Regions from separate parts of the Oryctolagus cuniculus genome. Here region 2 is linked to region 1. The links are chromatin contacts, called in public Micro-C maps. All regions are on one chromosome and are shown on one strand. Each heading gives the region's core, a stretch centred on a gene start, on an enhancer-like site or on the middle of the called end of the contact. The rest is flanking DNA. Distances are from core to core; before and after follow the strand shown.

The links. A called contact is a pair of places that touch in the nucleus more often than the background predicts.
Region 2: a contact with region 1 is called in a Micro-C map of ear pinna, with 2.9 times the contacts expected there. The contact joins the promoter of WDR87 here to the enhancer-like site in region 1. A contact is called at or near these places in 3 of 6 Hi-C or Micro-C datasets (ear pinna, skin fibroblasts and an unstated tissue).

The regions. Positions count from the first base shown.
Region 1 is chr18:16,535,225-16,541,851 of mOryCun1.1, forward strand. All of the region lies in intron 1 of SIPA1L3 (signal induced proliferation associated 1 like 3), which reads right to left. Among named protein-coding and RNA genes, the nearest start is that of SIPA1L3, 75 kb to the right of the region's middle. Within about 2 kb of position 4,322, at least 2 of the 8 cell types and tissues checked have an H3K27ac peak or open chromatin away from gene starts, as enhancers often do. A contact at or near this core is called in ear pinna, where this site is marked.
Region 2 is chr18:16,610,761-16,617,387 of mOryCun1.1, forward strand. WDR87 (WD repeat domain 87) reads left to right here and starts at 2,849. Exons shown (of 5, transcript XM_070062252.1): 1 at 2,849-3,447. The coding sequence starts at 3,121. It overlaps SIPA1L3 (signal induced proliferation associated 1 like 3), which reads right to left and starts at 2,829. Exons shown (of 22, transcript XM_008257242.4): 1 at 2,597-2,829.

The DNA.
Region 1 (6,627 bases), core at 3,072-5,571:
CTTCACACTCATCCAGCACATTTACTAGGCAACTACTGTGGGCCAGACACTGGTCCAGATGCTGGGGATACTGCAAGGAACCAAACAGAGATCCCTGCCCTTGGGGAGCTCAGAGTCTAAGGAGGAGAGTGCAAAAGCTAACAGACATATACTATCAGATGACGCAAAAATAAATAAAGCAGGGGCTGGAGAGGGACAGGGTGCTCAGGAAGGCCCCTCTGAGGCAGAGCCTTACTCAGAGACCTGGAAAATGTAATTTAATGATACACACACAATTTTGGATAGCTATGTGTGTACACGAATATACCTGTACACACACACACATATAAGAACACTTAAAAAGTTTGTGGAAAAAAAGGAATTAAAAGTTTATTTTGGTACAGTTTTAAAATCCACAGTTTTTTTTTTAATATGTACTTTTATGAAGTTTTTTTATACACACATTATACTCATATGTTTGTATATAATATATACACAGTACATAAAGCCAAGAACACAGGGCCTAGTGTGATCTCATTAGACAACTGAAACTACCCTTGGGCTGACCAGAATTGAAATCTTCATGAAGATTTTCTTCCCTTTCCCAACACACCCTCCCTGAGAACTACAAACTAAAGGTGTTTCCTTTTCTTCCCACTTTCCTATGTGGCGGCACCAACACAGAAATGAAAGGCCTCTCCCATCAGGACCTCATTCCACTGTCCCAGATGCGTAATATTCCATTACACAGACAAGCGTGACCACTTCGAGGGCTCCACGGGTGGACACAGAGGACATTTCCCATATTTGCTTTGACACTACTGCAATGACTAACCCTGGACACATCTATGTTTTGCGTTTGAGAACATCTGTAGGTAAAAAAATCCTAGAAGTGGGACTGCTGGGGCAGAGGGTAGACGTGTGTCAGGGTCGTGTTGAGAGCTACTGCCAATGTCCGCTCCACTCTCCCTCCCTCTAGCAATGGACGTGAATGCCTGCTTATCCACACCACCGCCAGCAGCACGTGCTCATGCCTTTTGCTCCTGCCCCTTGGAGAGGTGAAGAATGTTATCTCAGCAAGATTTTAATTGACATTTCCCACTGCGCAGTGTCGAGTACCTTTTCTTGTGTCTCGGAGGCATTTCCTCTTTCTATAGAAGACGCTGCCTCTAGCACAGTGGCAGACATGCCTGGACAGTATTTTCAGGTCAGTATTTAAAGTCCTCCTTCCTCTTTTGCCCACCCTCAACCCCCCCCCCCCCAATCTCCTATGCGTCTCAGGCTCCAGAATGCAAAAGGCGTGACAATACCCTGTTCAAAGCTTACAAGGCCAAGCTTGACTTGGGCCTGTCTACTTATTACCCCTACTTCCCTCTCGTTCATGACACGTCCATGTTCAGGCCTTTCAGTTTTCCCTAAGTGGCTCCATCCCATTTCATGAGCCTTTGCAGACCCTGTCCCCCATCCCCACATGAAGTCACTACTTCTGCCACCCCTCCCCCAGAGCAGCAAACTCTACTGCCACTCCCAGCCGCCGTAGCACTTTCTCAACTAGTTATACGCCCTCTTGGCATCTCATTCTCCTCCTCTGCAATTTAGTGACATCTGTATCTGAGGGCTTATTATCCCCTCCCCCCGTGCAATGAGCTCCATGAGAGGAGTGACCGGGACCACCTGGGTCACAGCTGCCTCTTCCACGTGCAGGACAGGGGCTAGCACAGATTAGGGTGGCCAGGGAAGATTAACAGATTGACTATGACACGTGCGAAGGAAGAGGAGGGTGGCACCATGGACTATGACACACAGAGATACCATGAATAACCAGACAGGGAATAAAGCAGATACATAGGTGGGGAGGCAGCAAGATAGTCCAATAGCAGCATTTGTATTCTGGGTTCAATCCACTGACTGGCTGCATCCAAGCACCCCTTCCCTATAAGTGGCTTTGGGCAGGAGTAGCCAGCCTGTGTGATCTCACCCATCTTACCCCAGCGATTGGTTCAGGGAAGGTCACATGACCAGAAAGGAGCTCTGAGGCTTTGAGTCAATTAAGGTACAGACACCCTCTCCGTCCCTCAGGTCAGTGATAAAGCCACCTAAGCCTGGACTGGTGCTGGCAGCTGCTCTACAACTTCCAGGGGAACCAGGTTTGAGGATGATGGTGACATTAAGGGGAAAATGGCAGCACAGAGAGAGAATGGGTTGCTGGAAATAGCCTGCAACTCCTGGACTCACCAGCCCAGACACTCACCCTACCTCTGGCTCTCCAGTGGACTGAGCCCATCTCTCCCTCTAGAGTTGACACCTGTTTGAACTGGTATTTCTGTTAGTCACAACCAAGTAACTGGCTGGTACATAGTCCTTCTGAAGGTCTTGTTTCAATTCCTTGAGCCAACCCAGCATCGTCTGGTTAAATCTTCCTCTTTTGCCAAAATTGCTGCAGTACAGAAAATTTGGTCATTGACTTAACTTGCCCCTGCCAAGGTTTCTGCAATTGTAAAATGGGGATAGTTACAAACACTGATTGGGTTGTTAAAAATTATTTAGGGGTGGGCATGTGGTGCAGCAGATGACACTGCCTCTTGGCATGCCTGCATTCCATGTCAGAGTGCCAACTGGAGTCCCAGCTCAACTTCTGATTCAGCTGCCTGCTAATGCACCCCAGAAGGCAGTGTATGCCAGTTCAAGTGCTTGGCCCTTGCCACCCACGCTCCTAGCTTCTGCCTGCCCAACTCTGGCTTTTGTGGGCATTTGGAGAGTGAACCAGTGGATGGAGGATGGATTTCTTTCAAGCAGATTAAAAAATAATAATAAACATAAAAAAGGAGGATATGTGCCAGCTTATTTATCTATTTATTTTATTTATTTATTTTTTTGACAGGCAGAGTGGACAGTGAGAGAGACAGAGAAAAAGGTCTTCTTTTGCCGTTGGTTCACCCTCCAATGGCCGCCGCGGCCAGCGCACTACAGCCGGCGCATCGCGCTGATCTGAAGCCAGGAGACAGGTGCTTTTCCTGGTCTTCCCATGTGGGTGCAGGGCCCAAGCACTTGGGCCATCCTCCACTGCACTCCCGGGCCACAGCAGAGAGCTGGCCTGGAAGAGGGGCAACCGGGACAGAATCCGGCACCCCGACTGGGACTAGAACCTGGTGTGCCGGCACCCCAAGGCGGAGGATTAGCCTAGTGAGTGTGGCGCTGGCCTATTTATTTATTTTAAAAGGGCAGGAGGCCGGTGCCGCGGCTCACTAGGCTAATCCTCCACCTTGGGGCGCCGGCACACCGGGTTCTAGTCCCAGTCGGGGTGCCGGATTCTGTCCCGGTTGCCCCTCTTCCAGGCCAGCTCTCTGCTGTGGCCCGGGAGTGCAGTGGAGGATGGCCCAAGTGCTTGGGCCCTGCACCCACATGGGAAGACCAGGAAAAGCACCTGTCTCCTGGCTTCGGATCAGTGCAGTGTGCCAGCCGTGGCGGCCATTGGAGGGTGAACCAACGGCAAAGGAAGACCTTTTTCTCTGTCTCTCTCTCACTGTCCACTCTGTCAAAAAAAAAAAAAAAAAAAGGGGGGGGGGCAGACTAGATGTGCCACCCACATCCCATATCAAAGTTCCCGGAAATGCACGCGCTGAGAGGCAGCAGGTGATGGCTTAGGTGATTGGGTACCTGTTACCCACAGGGAAGACCTGGACTGACTTCCTAGCTCCCAGCTATTGCCAGCATTTGGGGAATGAAACAACAGATGGGCGATATCAGTCTCTCAAAAAAAAAAAAAATTTCTTTTAAATGATTTGAAGACTTCCTACTACACAGTAAATTCAGTCTCACGCCACATAACACTCTCTTAGTCAACCACTGACAGCATCTACAACAACGGTCCTATAGGATATCACCTAGTGGTATCAGCTGTCTTGGTTTGTGTAAGTTCACTCTGCTGTTCACAATGACGAAATCATCTGGCAACGCCATCTCTCACATGCTGTCCCTGTCCTTGAGCAATGCACAACTGTGTTATTCTAAAGCATTAAAGGGTAGCTGAAAAGTTTCAGTCCCAGTAGGCAGTGATCCTCCTCTTCCCCATCTTGTTTGCAGTGCCTTTGTTCAGGTCAGCAAGTCCTTTTTCAGCTTCAGTCAGAAGGGCCGCAAATGGGGCCTCGGTGGGGGGTCTGCATGAAAGAGGCTTGACTTAACTTCTCCCTAGCTGGGTGGTGGAGGAAGTCTCATTTCTTCATCAAATACAAGCTGGGGTCTAAAGTTTCAAAACACAGGCTGGGGCATGCTGGCACAGTCCCCAGGAAGGACAAAAGGACCCAGAGCCTGGACGGGAGGGGAACCACAACACAGCAGGTCTCACCACTCCTCCGTCAGGAGGCGGCTCCCGGGCTGGACTCCAGCCACATCCGCTCTCTGAGCAGCTACAAGACAGCAGGAAAGAGTGACCCCGCCACGTCTGTATTTACAGCTGGGAACTGGCACCAGTTTGGGAAACTCGGAAATAAACTCAGTCAGGAAGTGAGAAGTAGAAGATGCCTCCATGGCAACGCCCATCTGGAGGACGCTGCCCACAGCTGGAAACTTTCAGAGGCGAGGCTGAGCCAGAGATGCACACAGAAATCATTTTTTCCATTTGTACCCAGAACATGATAGTTAAGCACTATTTATCTGAGGAGTCTCTGTGACTCCTCTGTGCTTCCGTTCAGAACGCAGCACCCACCCATGTGGCTGTATGTTTCTTGGGCGCTCTCCCTGTCTGCGGGCTCCGGGCAGGAGGGACTGTCTGCCTTGTTCATGGGTGGTGGGCCCAGAATAGTTCTCTAATTGATGCTTATTGAACAAATAAACTGCTCTGGTCTCAATTTTATTGTTATTCATAACTCCAACTTCAATATACAAGTTCTGATAAGTAAAGGACAGTGAGCTGAGAGTGCCCAACATCTGAGATGTCACACTATTTTTTTAAAAATATGTTTGTTTATTTGAGAGGCAGAGAAAGACAGAGACAGCCATGATCCTCCAGTTCATTCCACCAAATACCCACAATGGTCAGGCCAGTCCAGGCCAAAACCAGGAGCTGGAAACTCAGTCCAGGTCTCCTACATGGGTAGCAGGGACACAACCACTTGAGCCATCATCTGCTGTCTCTCAGGGTCTGAATGAGCAGGAAGCTGGAACAGAGAGCAGAACTGGGATTCAAACCCAGGCGCTCTGATACAGGATGTGGGCATCCCAACTTGCATGTTAACCACTAGGGCAAACACCCATCCATATCATGCTATTTTAAACATGAAATCCCTTGGTTTAGTGGAAATATAGGCAAGGGCTATAAACAACCATCAAATGGAAAAATGACTATTTCACCCATACACAGTAAACTTCAAATTCTTCAAAAAACACAGCATCAAGGGGGCAGACATGGCACAGCAGGATAAGCCACTGAACATGACACTGGCATCCCATCTGAGTGCTTGTTCAAGTCCCAGCTGCTCCACTTCTGATCCAGCTCTCTGGGGAAGCAGCGTAAGATGCTCCAAGTAGGTGGGCCCTTGCCACCCATGTGGGAGACTCGGAGGCAGAGATGGAGACTCCTGGCTTTGGCCTAGTCCACCCCTAGCTGTTGTGGCCATTTGGGGAGTGAACTAGTGGATGGAAGATCTCTCCCTCCCTCCCCAATTCTGTCTTTTAAGTAAATAAATCTTAAAAAAAAAAAAATAAATAAAAAAAAAATAAATCAATCAGGGGCAGGCATTTGGCCTAGCAGTTAAGATGACTCTTGGGAACCTACATCCCTGTCAGAGTGCTTGGGTTTGAGTCCTGGCTCTGCTTCAAGGTTCTGGTTTCCTGCTAATATGTACCCTAGGAGACAGCAGGTGATGGCTCAAGTGGTTAGGGTCCTAGCCACCCATGTCCAGACTAAGACTGAGCTGCCTGCTCCCAGCTTTGGCTTGAACCAGCCCCAGTCATTGTGGGCATTTGGGGAGTGAACCAGCGGAGACGGCTCCCTTTGTCTCTTAAATAAATAAATTTAAAAATTCAAACAAACACCAAAAAGCTGTATTCCAGAAGAATTCTACAGAAATTCCTCTGAGCCACAGCTCCCGTGGTGTCTTCTGACACACTTCTCTTGCTGATGAAAGTGGTATATGCACATATGAGGACCCCTGAAAAAGTTCATGGAAAACGTATATCAGGAAGAAACTATGTATGAATTTTTAAAAAAATATTTGCAGCAAAATAAGCTTGTCTTTTGATTGCACCTTCCATGTACATTTTGTAATCTTATACACACACACATGTACACACACACACTCACATGTTTATCTAAACCTGGAAAATAAAGAAATGCGTAAAGAATATAAAGTTGTCTATAATCTTTCATACAAAAGGAGATACGCTCATTTCCTTTCAGTTTTTTTTTTTTTTTTTTTTTTTTTTTTTTTTTTTTTTGCCCAGTGTGACTATGTGTACAGAGAAGTGGGGAGGGACATTTTTCCCCCTTCATTTTTCACCTGTGCTTTCTTAGGAGATTTTGAATAACATTATTTTTAAATGGTAAAATTAGGACAGTTTCCCCAGCCACAAACTGTTGGGGGGGAAGGAGCTTCCCTCTCCCTCACCTCTAATTTCTACTTCCATCTGAATGGCTTTTACAGACTGAGG
Region 2 (6,627 bases), core at 1,599-4,098, 74 kb after region 1:
TAAAGGAAGTGACTATTGCATTCTCTTAATATATAAATACATTTAGAGTTTTCAAGTTATTAAAGCTAATTTTGAAATATACCAGCAAATTAATATCTTGCAGCAAAAGGGGCCAGTCACCACACATTCTAAATTTCATTTTTGATTTACCACCTAACAACTGCAATGTCTGCAAAAACAGGCTCACGTTAAACTCTTAGACTATTCCAGCCTCCTAAAAACCATGTGCTGTTGTCACTAACAATTGAGACCAACCAATAGTTGTGGTTTTTTTTTAAAGACACTGCTTTAGTTCCTCGGATTTAAAACACACACACACACACACACACACACACACACACACAGGGGGAAAAAAAAAGAAAAACCTTAAATTTGGCGGCCATCACAGATTTGCTTGAAACCACAGGTTTCCATCATCAGACAAAATCACAATGACAGGTTTCTGAGCACAGATTCAACCTAATGGAGGCCTAATAAATCCTCTTCCCAGCCTGTTCTCAGCTGTGTGCGCCTGCCTCCTGAAACGCCTGGGATGGCCATCTTCCCGTACAGGATATTCGAACCCGCTGACACAGTATAATTTTTCAGAAAGAAATTAACCACTCAGCCCATCTTTACCAGGCTAAAACTGTAGCAACGGGTCCCCTGGAAGCCAGGCCTTTCTGCCGCATCTGTGGCCTTGCATGTGTGCTCTTCTCTGCCCCTGGTTAATGCACATGCTACTTATGGTTGCCTATGTTAATCCTTGGCAATTTAAGAGAAACAACTCAAGCTTATCTGAAAAGGCCACTCCAGGAGCTGAGGGGCATTTTTCCCTGCTGTCATAATCGAGACCAATATAGGCCAATGAAATGGCTATTCCATCCTTCTTGCCACTCAACTGGATGTGGGAAGGCTGGGGAAGAAGAGCAACTTCCTAATTTCTGGTCTGGGCAACCTGCTCAGTGTTGGCCCACTTGCTAAGATGGTGACTACTAGGTGTGGCGGCGGAGGGGAGTTCAGCTTGGGTATGTTCAGTGTGCAGTGCCCCAAGGATAGCCATCTAGGGCACAGAGGAAGTACAGTCTCCGCATCTCGAGATGGAACCCAGGGGGCTGGTGTGGCTGAGACACACAGGGACTGGCAGCACTGGGACAGAGACAGCACTGCAATGAATGAACATCCTGGTGTGGAAGGGACGGGGCGTGGGGCTGGGGGTGGGGGGCTGACAGCAGGTCAGCATCTCCTCTCCTTGGGCCCTTCCACTGTTCCCAAATTTAACTGGTGATGAGTAAGAATTGGGGGAGGGGGCAACATTAACCTTGTCCCCACTGGGCACTGTAGGTGCAAACAGAAGCAGAAAAAGGCCCATCACACAAAGGCACACTTACAACATTTCAAAAATTACCCGGTGTCAGGCCCGTGCTCAGTGCTAAACAAGAACGACCTCCTGGAATCATCCAAACAACGCTGGCATGCAAGTCCTCCGACTACCATTTCACAGATGGGGACACTGAGGTTGGGAGCAAACGTGTGGGGGAGCTCAGGGCTGTCACGTCCCAGCCCACGGTCAGGCAGAGCCTGGGCCAGATGGAGAATACCACAGAACGATCGCAATGCCCCTACAGAAGAGCTGCCTCTGGAGTAGGAACACAATCCCGGCAAATCCCACAACCTTCCGAGGGTGATGCGTTATCTCATTTTATAAATGAGGAACTTCAGGCTGCAGGAGGGGAAGCCAAAGGGACCAGTTGAGTCCGGTCCTTTGGGGACACCAAGACTCCAACCAGCGTTCCACCCGCGGAGGGTCTGCGGGGCGCCGGGAAAACGCGGAATAAATTGTACCATTTGCTGAGCGCTATTATGCCCGCTGCTGTGCTCAGCACTTTACACGTAGTCTCCTCACTACATCCTCCGAGCACGCTGCGGTGGCTGCTATTTTAAAGCCCCTATGTTACAGAGGCAGAGAAAGCGAGGCACAGAGAAGTGCAGTCAGCTGCGCAGGGTCACACAGCTGCTAAATGCCAGAGCCTAAATTTGAACTGGGTCTCTGCCTCCCAAACCAAAGCTCTGTCGACTCAGGCAGCTACCCTGCAGTGAGTGCTAACTACGAACTTGGCTCTTTACAATACACACGGCTCACCTAACCGTCCACCCTATGCAATCGGTATCGTCACCCCCTTTCTCCGGGAGCTGACAATAAAGCCAACCCATAATAAGTGCCTTGTATGTGCCATATGCTCTGTCGGATCTCCACATTTCAACAGAATCCCAGGCAGAAGACCATCACTCTCCTTCCCCGTTTTAGCAAAGGGAAAACTGAGGTTCAGCGCGGTCGCAGCTCCCGAGCAGCAGAGCCGGGATGCGAACCCACCGCCCCCTGACTCCAGGCTCTTCCCTGCGGCGCCAGGTTGCACGTCTGGAAAGTTGAGCCATAGGGGCACTAGTCCGGCCGGGTCCGGAGGGCGTGAATCCCGGCGCCGCCGCCCCCCAACACCCGGTACCCACACCCGGCCGTCCGCCTGGTCGCCCGCCCGCGCTGACCCTCAGGGTCCAAGCAGCCACCTATTCCTCGCCACCCTTTCGCGAGGCCGCTCCAGCACCTGGAGCCACATACCTGGGCGTCCCCGCTGCGTGCCCTGCGGGCCTCACAACCGCGGCGTCCGGCCCCGCGCTGCTCGCTGGAGACGCCGCCAGCTCCGGTGGCCCGAGTGACTTCCAGGCTGCCCACTTCCAAGCCGCTTCGCGCGAAGCCTCCTGGGAACTGTAGTTTCGCCCTCAGAGGCCGCGAATTGAACAGCGCCTGGTGCGCAAGTGCTGCCGGGAGTTGTAGGCGTACCACCGCACCGCCTTCTGGGAACGGTAGTCTGTCGCCTTCCTTGCCGCTCCAGAGCACTTCCGCAGCCCCGAGGGGCGTGAGGAATGGGGGCGTGTCTTGTGCAGGCTCCAGTCCAGGAACCTGGCTCCTCACGCCACCGGGGTGGTTTCTCCTTTTTCCTCTCCGTCTCTTTCCTTCTTTAGGTAGGCCTTCTCCCTTCCTCTCTGTGAGTTAGTTACCCCGAGAGCAAGAGCCTCGGGAGAGACGGGGGTAGCAGAGCAGTGCGGTCGATTCCCCGCGGAGAAGAGCGGCAGAGGGCGTCGATGCGCGTTCATGCACGCGCGCTCGCCAGCCGACTCCGGCCTAAATTTCCGCGGGCCCCCACGGGAAAGGCTTTTTTTTTTTTCCTTTCTTTCGAACGCTCGCGCGCGCTTGGCGGGGTCTCGCGCCGGGCGCGCACGCGCGCTCGCTCCCGTCGTCTTGGTCAGTCGGCCCAGCGCGGCGTTGGGCGACTAACCGCTCTCTCGGAGTCGTTCCGCGGCATCCCCGAGGTAGCCTCTCAGGCACTCCCTCCAGGTCTGTTGCACGTAGGAGCTCCTGAGTGCCGCCTCGCACACTGCGCCCGGCTCTTGCGGGGAATCCGGCCGCAGGTAAACGGCGCGGCCCCGCCCACCCTCCGGCCCACGCGCGGGTCTGGGGCGCCCCCCGGCTGTGAAGGGAGCCGGGTCTGGTCGTCCTTGCCCTGCCGGGGCCACGGCAGAGCTCCGGCTTCCCCGGGAGCCCGAATCCCACGAGCAGGGCGTTCCTTCGCTGATCACACACTTGGAGGGTAACTAGTGCTTGCTGAGTACCTACAGCCAGGAAAGGGGATCCGGATTTATTCCACCTGCGGACACAAGTGTCCAGCTTTTTTTTTTTTTTTTTTTAATTGATGGATACTGCCATTCCTCCTCCATGAGGGTTACTGAGGAACTGACTGGAACTGCAAGGTTCTCTGGGCAGTACCCTTTCTGCTTCAGGCCACGTCTTCCAGGAAATAAGAAGCTGTGAAGCACACATTCCCTCTTCCTGGGCGAGGGGCAGCAGGTCATTCCTTTGCCCTCGTTTTCAACAAGCATGCATTAAGTCCCTGGCCTATGCCAAGTTGGGTGATTATTAAGACACAGGAGAGGCCGGCGCCGCGGCTCACTAGGCTAATCCTCCGCCTAGCGGCGCCGGCACACCGGGTTCTAGTCCCGGTCGGGGCGCCGGATTCTGTCCCGGTTGCCCCTCTTCCAGGCCAGCCCTCTGCTGTGGCCCGGGAGTGCAGTGGAGGATGGCCCAGGTGCTTGGGCCCTGCACCCCATGGGAGACCAGGAAAAGCACCTGGATCCTGGCTCCTGCCATCGGATCAGCGCGGTGCGCCGGTCGCATCGCGCTGGCCGCGGCAGCCATTGGAGGGTGAACCAACGGCAAAGGAAGACCTTTCTCTCTGTCTCTCTCTCTCTCACTGTCCACTCTGCCTGTCAAAAAAAATAAATAAATAAAAATAATAAAAAAAAAAGACACAGGAGAAATTAAACAGAGGGGGGTCCTAACGCTCGGAGGTTCTCAGTCCAGCAGGGTATCAGGCCCCCACTAGACAGCAATGAGCTGGAAGAGGCTATCTGGTAAAAATACAAGTCACATGAGCAGCTTTAGCGTTTAAACACACACAAAACAGGTGAAGTTAATTTTGATTATTTAACCCAAATACTCATCCATCCAAAATATTATTCCAAGCTATATTTATTTTTTTAAGTTGTTAAGCATTTGTATTCAGTGAGAGAAATGCATTGGAAAGTGAGGGCTTTAATTAGGGGAGAAAGAAGTGTAGAAGCTAAGTTGCAGTTGCGTCCATACCAGGTAGAGAGCAAGCCAGGAGCCACGTGGAGCGAGCATGCAGACAGGAAGCAGAGGCAGGGCTGGAGCCCAGAGGCGCGGTGCAACCAGGGGGCAACAAGAGTGCACAACAAGGACAACAAAAAGAGCAGGGCCCACCACGGGCCAGGCCTTTTATTCACTCCCCAAAGGGGAGTGGTTATGTAGTCTGGCAGGTGTGTGCATAGGTAGGGTCAGGTAGGGGCCTGAGATCACACAGGGGACATAGTGGAGGGCGTGGTCTTCTAGCTCACAAATCTAATCAATTTGATCCTATCTGCCTGCCTATATCATTCTCCCCCCCCCCCCAAACTCCAGACCTTAATCTTAACAGACGCTGAAGGGCATAAAATCATATCTTCTATAGCTGCTTCCTGCTTACTAGGGGCAAAGGCTCTGCCTGTCCTGGTCCGAAAGTCTCTGGTCTATTTTATCAAATAAATTTGCTTTATGAGCTGGAGTAGTCTCAGTCACCACCAAGGGCTCTGTCCCCTGCATGGTCAGTTATTCTCAGAAGTCGTTGAGTTCTGGAACATGTAAGTTTGTCAGTTAGCATAATCCAAGTTATATTTAATGGAAAAAATGTTTTTATTACTTCAGTTTTACAACTTGTTAAAACTCAATGAAGCATTAATAGAGATATTCACTTGTGGCATTGGTTGTAGTAGCAAAATTCTTCAATATCCATTAATAGAAATTTGGGGCCGGCGCCGCGGCTCACTAGGCTAATCCTCTGCCTGCAGCGCCGGCACCCCGGGTTCTAGTCCCGGTCGGGGCGCCGGATTCTGTCCCGGTTGCTCCTCTTCCAGGCCAGCTCTCTGCTGTGGCCAGGGAGTGTAATGGAGGATGGCCCAAGTGCTTGGGCCCTGCACCCGCATGGGAGACCAGGAGAAGCACCTGGCTCCTGGCTTCAGATCAGCACTGTGCACCGGCCGCAGCGCGCTGGCCGCAGCGGCCATTAGGGGGTGAACCAACAGAAAAGGAAGACCTTTCTCTCTGTCTCTTTCTCTCACAGTCCACTCTGCCTGTCAAAAAAAGAAAAAAGAAAAGAAATTTGGATAAATAAATGACAGTTCAGCCACACAGTGGCATACCCTGCAGGCAGAGCTACAGGTATTAATTTGAACTGATCTTTAAGATATATTGAGAGGAAAAGATGCAGAACAGTGTATATATAATTTGTATATGAAAAATATATATACATGCTTGTATATGTACAGAACACTTTTAGAGAATCAGAGTCACACCTGTGAATGGGAGACAGGAGGCCTGATGTGAAAAGGTGACATTCTTTTCCTTACATGTCACTCACTATGTTTTGAATAGTTTTACATTGCTCATTTAAAAAAAAAAAGTTGTTTGATTAAGGGAGAGGGATAATAGCTAAGTCATAGAATCCTTGTAAGAATTAAAGAACATCTGGAAAATGCCACTTGACGACATAATCAGTTGTGGGTGTCTGTCGCTCCCCCTCTTCGTGGAGGAGCAACACTGAACCCTGCCTAGGCTTCATATCCGAGTCACGGCACCATTATGTCGCTCCCCCTCTTCGCGGAGGAACGACACAGGACCCTGCGCTGTTCTTTCGTCTGCTCGGCCCTCCCCGGGTTTGCTGCTGGTTCTTCCCGGGTTGGCTACTATCCCTTCCACCTCCGTGGAAGGGCAGTTCCCCCTGGCCACATTCCCCACTTCCGCAGGGGAGTGGCACACCGCCGGCCGGCTTTCTCGGGGGCTGCACGGGTGTTCCCTCAGATGTTCCCCATAGATGTTCCTGGTGCATGCCGTCTCTCTCCTCCTTTATAGTCCTCCTCCACCAATCCCAACTCGGCTGCCCACACGCCGAGTACGCTGCTCTCCTCCAATCAGTAGCGAGTCCTACAGTTTATTGCTTGAACTGGAGGCAGCTGTGCGGAAGCTGTTTACTTCTCTCC